Regions from separate parts of the Mus musculus genome. Here regions 2 and 3 are each linked to region 1. Evidence: chromatin contacts called from public HiCAR-type and promoter capture Hi-C data. All regions are on one chromosome and are shown on one strand. Each heading gives the region's core, a stretch centred on a gene start, on an enhancer-like site or on the middle of the called end of the contact. The rest is flanking DNA. Distances are from core to core; before and after follow the strand shown.

What was found. Promoter capture Hi-C pulls out the DNA fragments that hold promoters and counts their contacts. HiCAR-type assays count read pairs that join an accessible place to other places.
Region 2: a HiCAR-type map of astrocytes shows a contact between it and region 1, with 2.4 times the contacts expected there. The contact joins the promoter of Terf1 here to the promoter of Eya1 in region 1. A contact is called at or near these places in 1 of 39 promoter capture datasets (hippocampal neurons) and 2 of 115 datasets of contacts at active chromatin or transcription factors (astrocytes and embryonic stem cells).
Region 3: a contact with region 1 is called in a promoter capture Hi-C map of pre-B cells, with 2.6 times the contacts expected there. The contact joins the promoter of Slco5a1 here to the promoter of Eya1 in region 1. A contact is called at or near these places in 4 of 39 promoter capture datasets (hippocampal neurons, liver and pre-B cells), 1 of 115 datasets of contacts at active chromatin or transcription factors (astrocytes) and 1 of 9 other capture datasets (liver).

What each region holds. Positions count from the first base shown.
Region 1 is chr1:14,308,615-14,312,113 of GRCm38.p6, forward strand. Eya1 (EYA transcriptional coactivator and phosphatase 1) reads right to left here and starts at 1,585. Exons shown (of 18, transcript NM_001310459.1): 1 at 1,032-1,585.
Region 2 is chr1:15,803,967-15,807,465 of GRCm38.p6, forward strand. Terf1 (telomeric repeat binding factor 1) reads left to right here and starts at 1,680. Exons shown (of 10, transcript NM_009352.3): 1 at 1,680-1,991. The coding sequence starts at 1,712.
Region 3 is chr1:12,989,202-12,992,700 of GRCm38.p6, forward strand. Slco5a1 (solute carrier organic anion transporter family, member 5A1) reads right to left here and starts at 1,934. Exons shown (of 9, transcript NM_172841.2): 1 at 379-1,934. The coding sequence starts at 1,294.

The sequences.
Region 1 (3,499 bases), core at 335-2,834:
TGTGTGCATGTCCCCAAACTCTAAACAGAGCGGGGGAAAGACTCTCACAAGCATAAAATAAAACCTTCTCTGAAAGACATTAGAAAGACAACTTCAAACCTATACAGCTACACACCATGATTCCCAGCTAACAAGTTTCTATACCCCTGGCCATCTTAAGAAATGAAACTTAAAAACACTTGTCTAAACTCAATGACAGTTCATAATGTATTGAATTATTGCAAACGTTATGCTTAAATGTCTTCAAAATTCCTCCCAAGAGTGTAAGCCTATGAGTTGTTAGCAATTCAAATACTGATTTTGAAGGGCCGTGCTTTACACGAATATTCAAAAGTTTCAAAATCTGGAGTTTAGCTTCCAAGTGCATTCAAATCACAAAAAGGGCCAGAGAGGGACAAATACTTTAAGGGACCAAAGGCTTATTGTATCGAATACTGAAGATGAGCCTGCTTAGTAAAGTCTTTGATAAATTTGCTTTGGAACAAAAAGGTGTCCTTCTTGAAAACATAGTTATCAGCTCGTTGTTCATCTGCTGAGTTTTCCGTTGTAAACCTTTCCTCATTTATCAACCTAGCCGTAGAAAAAGTGATCTGTGTAATAAATACCACTAAGTATACCTTTCGTACCTATACATCTATGTATGGATATAACCCTGTTCAATACCACTCAATATTCTGGGGCTAGTGCAGCAATTAAGAAAAGATATGAAATAATTCCCCCGTCTGAGAATATTACCTAGTGTTCTACTTATCTATAAAAATCAGAACAAAAGTAGTTAATTTGCAATGATCCTTTAATGATCCTAATGGCTCCGATCATTTGGAGGGTAAAGATTACAATTTTACGACGGAACCCAGCGGCTTCTAAAGTCCCAGAAACAGTGTTATTGTTTTCCCCAAGCCACAGTGCTTTTTTTCTTTGAAAACAAACCAAAACCCTAATAAAGGCTCTCCAGTTATCTCGGGCTTTGCCCACCAGACAGTAAGTAGTACTTGGTCATTACAGTTTTTCAAACACCAGCTTGTACTTACAGCGCTCACATCTGCTGCCTCCACCGGTTTAGTGTGCTCCTTGGAGTTTTCTGTGTTAGCAGACCTCCATTCCTGACATAGTTTGGCTGCTGTGCAGGAACACGGGGACCCGGGAGCTCTCAGAGGCGCTGTGACGCGGCTGGCAGCGGAGCGCAGAGGCCGGGGATTGCCCGGCTCCCGGGGACTGCGCCCGGGCGCTGCTGCAGGCTCGGGCTGTGGAGCGACTGAGCGCGATCGCCTTCCCCAGGAAGGACCCCGCCACCGCGCACCGCCACAGGAAGGCTTCCAGTCGGAAGTGGCCCTGCACACTCGCTACCTCGCCGCAAGCTCGGAGCCATCAGCTCGCCGCGGTCTGTTTGGGAACGGCTTTGCGCCCCAGCGAACGGCAGCGGCAGATAGCATCTGAGACGCCTAGACAAAGAAACAGCAAAATCTCATCCCCCGATTTGTTTGCGCAGCCTTGTAGGTCTGCCCACGAAGCCTCGGGGCTTTTTGTTTTGTTTTGTTTTTGCAACGCAAACCACAGCTAGTCTCTTGTCCTAACCTTATTGGTTTAAATGCAACAATTGAGAGGAGCAGAGCTTGGTCTGACTCAACCTCGCTGCTTTAAAAAAAAATTTATTATGTAAATGACGCGCCCCATGATATCTGAATAAACAGCTGTGGGGGAAGAACTTGTGGGAACCTCTGTCAACACACACACATCCTCCCGCGCCAGTAGCTCCCAATTAAGATCTTTGGGGAGTAGTTGCATGTTATCTTTTACACTTTTTCAATACTTTTTTTAAAATTTTTTTTGAGGACCTGAAACTTAGGAGAACGGATACTTTTAACACTTTTTCCTAAAGTACCTACCTACTTACAGGTCTGGAGAAGATTTAAAAAAAAAAAGCTGTTTCTATGAAGTAGAGGGAGAATGGGCAAACGTGTTAGCTATTAGCAGCTTAACAATGAAAGCCTGGCGGAGGATTCTGCAAGGGTTGCTAGGAGGCCAAAGGCTTCAGTTCTTTGGCTAGGACCCAGATAATATTTCACCATTAACATTTTTAAATGGGTCTTGAGAAGAGATTCGTTTAGTCTGGAACTTGCTTTGCAACTTATCCTTTTAAAAACTCACAACCTTAATTCAGAATCTATGAGTTAGGCGTTCGTTCGGTGACACCTAGGAGCTGAGCTTCAGTTAACAAACTATGTTTTATCCAAGTCAAGGGTTTAGCCATTATGATAATTTGTAATCTTGAAAGAAGGCGTCTCCTTATATGGGTTAATATTTTGTCGGTCCTATATCACAGTTTAAATGCAAATGCAAACTAACACTCACTCTGAAATTAAGTCTGGATATGCATTTTAAGAAGGTATTTTTATCATCACCAATATTTCTATTCTATGTGCTCTTTTTATTAAAAAAAAAGTCTCCTTATTTTAATTTCTCACCTTGGTATGAACATGTTTTTACATCACAGTAACTTCACATCAACTAATAGAGGAGATAGATGGGTCCTACCTTAACTCTGCCAATTAGGAAACGAAAGCACCTTCAGATGATGCAAACAAAACCCAACTAAATGGTTCTAAGGACCAAAATTCCAAACAGGAGTTCTCCCTTCCCCTCCTAGAAAGGATGCCAGTCTAAATTCCTTGCAAAGGAGCACTTTGTCAAACCTAAGAGGCAGCTGGGACTTCAAACTCACCTAGGATTTCATCTTGTTCAGCACCAGCAAGGAACCATGAGCTAGGTATCTACCATATTTGGGAAGCCAGGTCAAAAAAACAGTTGATTGCTATTGGATCATATATGCAGCTGACATAGTTACGTTACCTCCTACAGCACTCTCTCAGACCAGAAGGATCAGTTATTCAACATACCAAAGTGCATGTGCAGAAAAAACAAAGTCTATTATGGAGTTTTCTGTTGCAGTCAGGTAAAATCTAATGCTACATTAGTTCTATTTACAATACCAAGCACCCAGACAGTAACTTCTTTTGCACTTAGATTTGTTACTAAATTACCCAAGACATAACATTTGACCTCTGGCTTAAACTTTACCTTCAGCTATTGCATTCATGCTTCCTATAGGTTAAAATTATTTTGGACATGTATTGCTCAAATGTCATTCATGCAGTTCATAAAAGATTATAATATTGGAGAACCCAGAATGTGCACACTCTGTGAAGTCAAAGCGGCAGAAATACCATGTCAGTTTTACATACAAGTTACTTGTCTATGTTACAGTCAAATTTATCGTATTACATGTACTTTTGTAATGAAATTCAATAATTTTTATTTAAATAACCAAGCAAAATGCCTTCAAAGAAATGACTCGTGTAATTATGAATAAAATTAGGAAAGATATGATGAATTTAATGTAACCACTAATGGGTATAATATAGCTCATACCTCATAATTATGAAACACACAGCTTAGTCACTGGTTAGAAGAAATAACCATGTGCATATTTACCACTCTT
Region 2 (3,499 bases), core at 430-2,929, 1.5 Mb after region 1:
TAGAGAGAAAGAGAGTAAGAGGGAGAGAGGAGAGGAGACGAGACGAGAAAACAGAGAGGAGAGAGGAGAGAAGACAAAGAGAGGAGAGATGGTGAGAGTGAGGGGTAAGAGGGAGACAAGAGTAAGCAGTAAGAGCGTAACAGCCCTTTTTATGTTCTTTACTGTTGTTAGGTAACTGGGGAGGAGTTGAGCCTGAAGGTCAAAAGCTAGGGCCATTGCCTACGTGACTACTGAACATGCTTCTCTTGTGGGGGCTGTGTGTGTGTGTGTGGGGGGGGGGGCGGTAACTTAGGCAGGAGCCAGAGTTCCAGGAGCATGAGGGAACGCCTACTGTGTCATGAAGGTGCATTATGACCATCGGGGTTAAGACCTCAGCTCAACTGGAGACCAACCTGCAATTCCCCACAGGGTAGAACCCCCAAATAATATTTACTGCAACACCATCTCTAGAGCCTGGGGGTAATATGCCCTCATGGTCATGAAAGACCCACAATGTGAGGGCTCCCCCACGTTCTGACTCAGGAGAGGCGACACCCCAAAATCACCCACAAGAAACGGGTCTTGCTGCAAATTGCAAGAGGATTTTTTATTCAAGAGCGCTCTCGGGCCCATGGTCATACACCACGCAGGGGTAGAGGACCGTGGCGCCCCAGTAGCTGGGTAAGGGGGTATTTAAAGGAAGAAACCGAAACTCAAGGAAGTGGGGAGGGCGTTGTTGGAAGATACCAAAGATACCAGTTAAGAGTCACAAGGAAGTGTAAAGTTAATAGAGTCACAAGGAATACCTGGTAATTGTTAACTCTCAAGACAGCTTCTAAGAGCCCCTAACAATAGCACATTTGCATTGCAGGTTCTGGTAATGGCCAGGGTGACTTTCTTTGAATGAGCACTCTTTGAACCCAGGAAGCGGGTGGGTAGAGGAATGTCGCTATCTCTTTTATGATTAGCATACCTTTACAAAGGCCACATTCCCAAGCCTGGGCCTAAAGGCCTAGAATTCTGTTTTTACGTTGTTATACTTTCATTCAATGCAAACATTGTACAGTAATAGTGATCAAAATGTGGTCCTGGGACTAACAGTCTCAGCATTCATGGGGAACTGACTAGACTTGCGAATTCCAGGGTCAGCACCATCCTACCCGCTCACCCCAGGCAGAACTTTAGTGAAAAATCAGAGCCCAGCAATTTCAGCTTTAATAACCCCGGATTTCAATAAAATGAACACATAGGGTAGAAAGACAGTGTGATTACAGTGTAACAGGGTTAAATGCTCATGTTTATGGCGACAAGTTAAAATTTCTGGTGCTGCTGCTGCCATAACGCTCAAGTGCTCCAGGCTGGCCTAGACTTTGTAGTTGAAGATGGCCCTAATTCCTAATCTTCCTGTCTCCACCTCCTGAGTGCTGCTGGGATTATAGACGCGCAGTGCCATGCAGTCAAAATCTGCAGTCAAAAACCTCTCGGTTTTAACTACCCTGTTTCCAGCGCAGATTGCATTTTTTAAAATGTATCTTAGCCTATCATCCAGAAGCTACACTATCCAAAACGCCTGGGCTCGGATCGACAAGGAATTTAGCAGTTCTCAGCCAATCGGAAGCCAAGCTCCAGCCACTAGCCCACCCTAGCGATGCGATTGGCTGACTTCCACGCCCACCGCGAGCAAATCAGCGCACGGCGCCAGCTGAGGCACGGCGAGCGCTTTCGGTTTAACATGGCGGAGACGGTCTCCTCAGCGGCCCGGGACGCGCCGAGCCGTGAGGGCTGGACAGATTCGGATTCTCCAGAGCAGGAGGAGGTGGGAGACGACGCGGAGCTGCTCCAGTGCCAGCTTCAGCTGGGGACCCCGAGAGAGATGGAGAACGCGGAGCTTGTGGCTGAGGTGGAGGCCGTGGCTGCGGGCTGGATGCTCGACTTCCTCTGCCTGTCTCTGTGCCGAGCCTTCCGTGACGGCCGCTCCGAGGACTTTCGTCGTACTCGTGACAGCGCCGAGGGTGAGTGCGGGCTCCCGGGCCGGAGGCTGCGTCGCGGCCGAGACCTGCTTGCCCCGCACACACCGGGGCGGGATCCCAGGCGGGAGACGGCGCGAAACCGGCCGCTTCCTGTTTGCTGGAAGTCCTGGCTCCCGCCCCCACGCCTTCCGCGTCCCCTGGACAGAATGTTTGTTTGTTTGTTTTAAAGGGAGCCAGCCCAGTTGCTACCGCTGCTTCTGGAGCCAAACTCTAACAGATGAATATAGAAACATTTAAGAAGGGCCGGGATGCGGCTGCCAAGGGAGGTAGTACAGCTTGTCAATGCTTATCTTGCAAGCCAGGGAACCTGCGTTTGATCCCCAGAGCCTATGCCATACACATATACTTACAGCGCTGGGAAGACCGGTGACTAGGGCTCACTGACCCCTGGCCCAACCCAATTTGGCAAGCTTTAGGCCAGTGGAAGGCCAAAAACAAAGGCCTGGGGAGGAAGGATTTTTAAACTCCAGGGGATCAAATTTCCGTCTTTTGGCCTCAACGGGCACTGTATACACATGTTACACAGACAGACGTGCAGGTAAAATACCCATATTCATAAAATAAAAATAAATGAATCTTTTGTTTAAATGTTTAAAAAGTTTGACAGTGCCTGAAAACTCAGACCCAAGTTTGTCTTCTGGCCTGTGTGTTGGTGAGAGACATCCAGGAATATGGTTGGCTTACCAGTGTACATATTCACTGCCAAGTGTATCTTTGTGTTTGTTCAAACACGCCTTTAATCCCAGCACTTGGGAGGCAGAGGCAGGCGGATTTCTGAGTTCCAGGCCAGCCTGGTCTACAAAGTGAGTTCCAGGACAGCCAGGTCTATACAGAGAAACCCTGTCCCGAAAAGCCAACCAACCAAACAAAAAAGAAATAAATGTTATAAAGTTGATTATGAATTGAACAAGTTCAATGGAAACCTTTACATATGTATACTACTTCCTAAAATACAAAGAACTTCATGGTATAAATTGCAAAGTAGTGATTTGATACATTTTATAATTTAGATGTGAATCTTGGTAAAAACAATTTTGAGTATCTGTTTCACATTTGAGTTATGGTTTGTTAGAACAGTAATATTACAACTTTTTAAAGATTTTTAAAAAATTAATTCGAATCTACAGTTCTAAATTTATGATCAGTTTTTGTTGAGTATTATATTAGGGTTCTCTTGAGTAACAACTTTTTAAGAATCCAGTAATGTTCGGTCTATGATGCTTGATATCGCCAGTATATGCCAGAATCCCAAAGTCGACTCCACTGTCAGTGAAGGAATGGACTTGCTCCTGAGAGTGGGAGTAAGTGGGGAGAGGGAGAGCGTCCCTCTTCCATGTCCTCTATAAAGGCTTCCACCAGAAGGCGAGGCCCAGATTGGAGGTGAGTTGTTCCTCCTCAAAAGATCTGGATTAAACATTTGTCTCCCACTCCAAAGTCCCAATTAGAAGCAGAATTCCCACTTCAGGTGATCCAGGTAAGCAAAAAATAAC
Region 3 (3,499 bases), core at 684-3,183, 1.3 Mb before region 1:
GAAACAGATGTAACAATGCAAAGCAATGACTCAAAACTGCTGGTGAGCTCTCCTCCTTTCTGGTCATTTCTTGGAAAGAAAGCTTAGAAGATAAACTTGACAAATAGAGGTTCCCCAAAAGTGAACAACAAGAGGAACGGGCCCTGTGCTGTCCTATTTTTCAGCCTTTGTATTGGTGAGAAAAGACAACTGTGAAATTATTTCAAAGAGCTCTTTATCCCAAACTGAAAACATACTACACCAAAAGCAGGACTCAAAAGGAATGAACCATAATGCTTAATATACTTGAAAACACAAAAGGTTGTGTTCCTTTGTGACTGGGGAAGAAAAAGAATGTCACTGTGAGCCAACTACATGCCTGAGAATTCCAAGTCTTACCTAGGTACAAGGATGCATTGTCTTTCTTGACGTTGTCATCTAAATAGGTTGGTCCCAGGGTGTAAATCGGTGTAGAGCCCATTCCAATGAGAACCTGTGCACAAACGAATAAAGCCACGTAGATCCAGTGACTATTTCCTCCCGAGTCCTTGGGACAGGGAGGAGGCTCCAAGATGGCTGTGGAGTTGCCATTCTGACAAAGGCCATCGTTGGAGGCCGAAGCGTTCAACTCTTGGATTTGATAGGGGGGTGAGATAAAGTGAGGTAAAGCGAAGAGCGCAGCCCCGATGGCAATAAGAAGTCCACCCACTGCCAGCCATAGGGGCCTTCGCCCACGGCCACCAAAGTAGCTGACGAACACCACCACCACCAGGTTTCCTATATCAAAGCAGCTGACCAGCAGCCCTGACTCAGAACTCTTCAAGCTATAGCGCCTTTCGATGGTGGTGATGACACTGCTCAGGTACCCAGAGACCATTAACGCCTGGATGAAAGTCAGAAAACACATGCACACTAAGAAGCAGCGAGAATCCGTAAGGACCACGTAGAGACACCTTCTCTCCTGGAGTGTGGCCAAAGTGGAAGATACTGACACAGTTTTGCTGGGGTCCATCCTGTGGTTACAGTCCATGAGTTCCGTTGTAGTGCCTGCCGAAGTGGATGGAGCAGAAGGGCTGGGGACTATCAAGTTCCGTCCTAGATGCGTCTCCTGGCGACCTGGAGCTTCATTGCAACCCAAGGCCAGTTTGCCATCTGCATTCCCAGCACTGAAATTCTGCCGGCAGGAGGCGCTGTGCAGGACCGGTAAACTCTTAGACCTGAAGGACTCTGACTCGCACTTCTCTTGGACAGCTCCAACCGAAGACGGTGCCTCTAGCTGCTGTTGGGCCCGAGACTGCGCATCCCCTTCGTCCATGGCTCTTAAAATGTGATCGCTGATTCCATATAAGGCCTCCGGCACTTTTCATCCACCTGAACGAGGGGCTGATGCCCGGCCCACTCAGTCGTCTCCTCCTGAGACCCGGGCTGGGGATGGCAGAGCCTGGAAGCAAAACATCTCAGCAGCAGGGAGGTGCCCAGAGCATCCTGACCCGAGGCACAACAAGAAGCCACCTTGTACCGGGGGAGGTAAAGGTCCACGCGGTCCTTCGAGGAGTCCTGCTTGGTGTCCACTCTCAGGGATAGCTCGCGGTAGGCGCTTTGCGCGTCCGGTGCTCATCCCCTCCGCCGCCGCCTCTCAGACGGTGGCCAGAAGCTAGAGCGACCTGGGCCCAGTGTGGGGTCTCTTAGCGCAACTGTCCGAACAACATCCCACTTTGTGGCTCCAGGGGTGTTCGGTGCCCACCGCAAGGCTTGTGACACACAGGGTCGTGAAGCTGCCGACCTGTAAAGCAGAGAATTGATGGTCAGAGGGACGGATGCACTTGGGGCTGGCAACCCGGGGTCCGGTGACTAGTGCTAAGTAACCTCGTGGACCCCAGAGGGACCGAGGTGCTAGCCAGGAGCTGAACCGTGCAGGAGGGACCTGCAGAGACTGCAGCCTCAAGTCCCGGAACAATGAGCAGCAGGCGGTCCGCCAAGACTCTCGCTCATTGTCTGCGGCGGGCCTGCCCCCGCCCCGCCCCTTTTGCCTTAAACAGTGCGTTTGCTTTTATATGTTAATAATTATCAGCCTGGCAGCTCTGACTCAGAAGGCAGTGTCTTTTATTCGAGTGAACTAATAGCAACCTTCTGGTACTCCTACTCCATGACTCAAAATAGAAGATTCCCAGAAGAACAAAGGAAAGTTTTTTTTTTCCTTTTACAAGCACACAATACATTCCTGGTCTCAAATTTTAAAATACATTTTTAAGCGGTAGAAAGAAAACTACGTGTAGAAATATGTGTGCACACTTGTACACTGGCACGTGTGCGCGACGAGATGTGAATGCGTCCGCTCCATCAAACACCTACTTAAAGTCAAAGACAGCGCGTGGGGGGAGGGGATCAACATGCTTGCGTGGTTATTCTCTACACTAAAAATAGCCCCTTGCCGGAAAGAACTATATTCAATTACAAGTAACGAGGGCATTCGAGGCTGTGGCCCACGTTAAGTCCCAGAGCGCAAGGTTGAGCGAAACCGAAAATCAATTTGCTTTGCAAATGGTTGAGTGAAGCCACACCAAACAAAGAGACGCTGGCAAGCTGGCACAGCGTGCGCGGGGAGCCCACCGAAACGGCTCAACACAGGCACGCCGGCCCGGAGGTGTGCTATTTGCCAAGCACACCCTGAGAGCGTGAGGTGTGCGAAGGCCTGAAGTATAACACACACACACACACACACACACACACACACACACACACACACACGAGTTCACTTTGTGCGAGCCAGCGCTTGGTTTGAATTCAGCGAGCGCTAATACAGGTGCGCCTCCGCTGTAAACCCCATCCCTAATCTTGGGGAACCCTATACTCCTCCTGCCCCGGCGGCGAAGTGCACCAGATGGGAGGCATTGGGGTTCTGCTGCGTTGGGTTTCGTTCTGAGCTTTTGTGATGCTGCTGCGAAAAGAAAAAAGATGAGAGAGGCGGCTACAACATCTCCCAGTATTGTTCAGGACCGGACTGCCAGTGGCTTGCAAGCCGGCACTTGGGCTCCGCCCGCTCACCCCTGCGCCTTCCCGGGGAACTCCACCCGTGGCTGCACGCCGAGCTGGGGAATCCCGGCGTCGGAGCCCCTGGCTGAGGGAGCAGCCGCATCGCGACGCAGACTCGCATGGGATGGACACGCGGATCCCCGCCCCGAGCTCTCGGAACCAACGCGGAATCCTAGGGACATCCCCTCCGCGCGCGCGCACGCACACACACACACACACACACACACACACACACACACACACAGCCGGTGGGAGGACAGAACCGCCAGGCACAGCTCGCCGCTCTGCTAGGCGCACAAGCTTTCGCAACTCACTAGCGAGGGTGACGACCAATCTGCCGGGCTGGGAGAGGATCAGCCGCTGTAGGACGGCAGCGGTGGGGGAAGATGGGCCAGCCGCCTGCGGAGACCGTCTCGGTCCCGCCGCCGAGAAATCAGGGAGTGAGACTGCGAGTCGAGCTGGCTAACTCTTCCCCCAACCTCTGGCC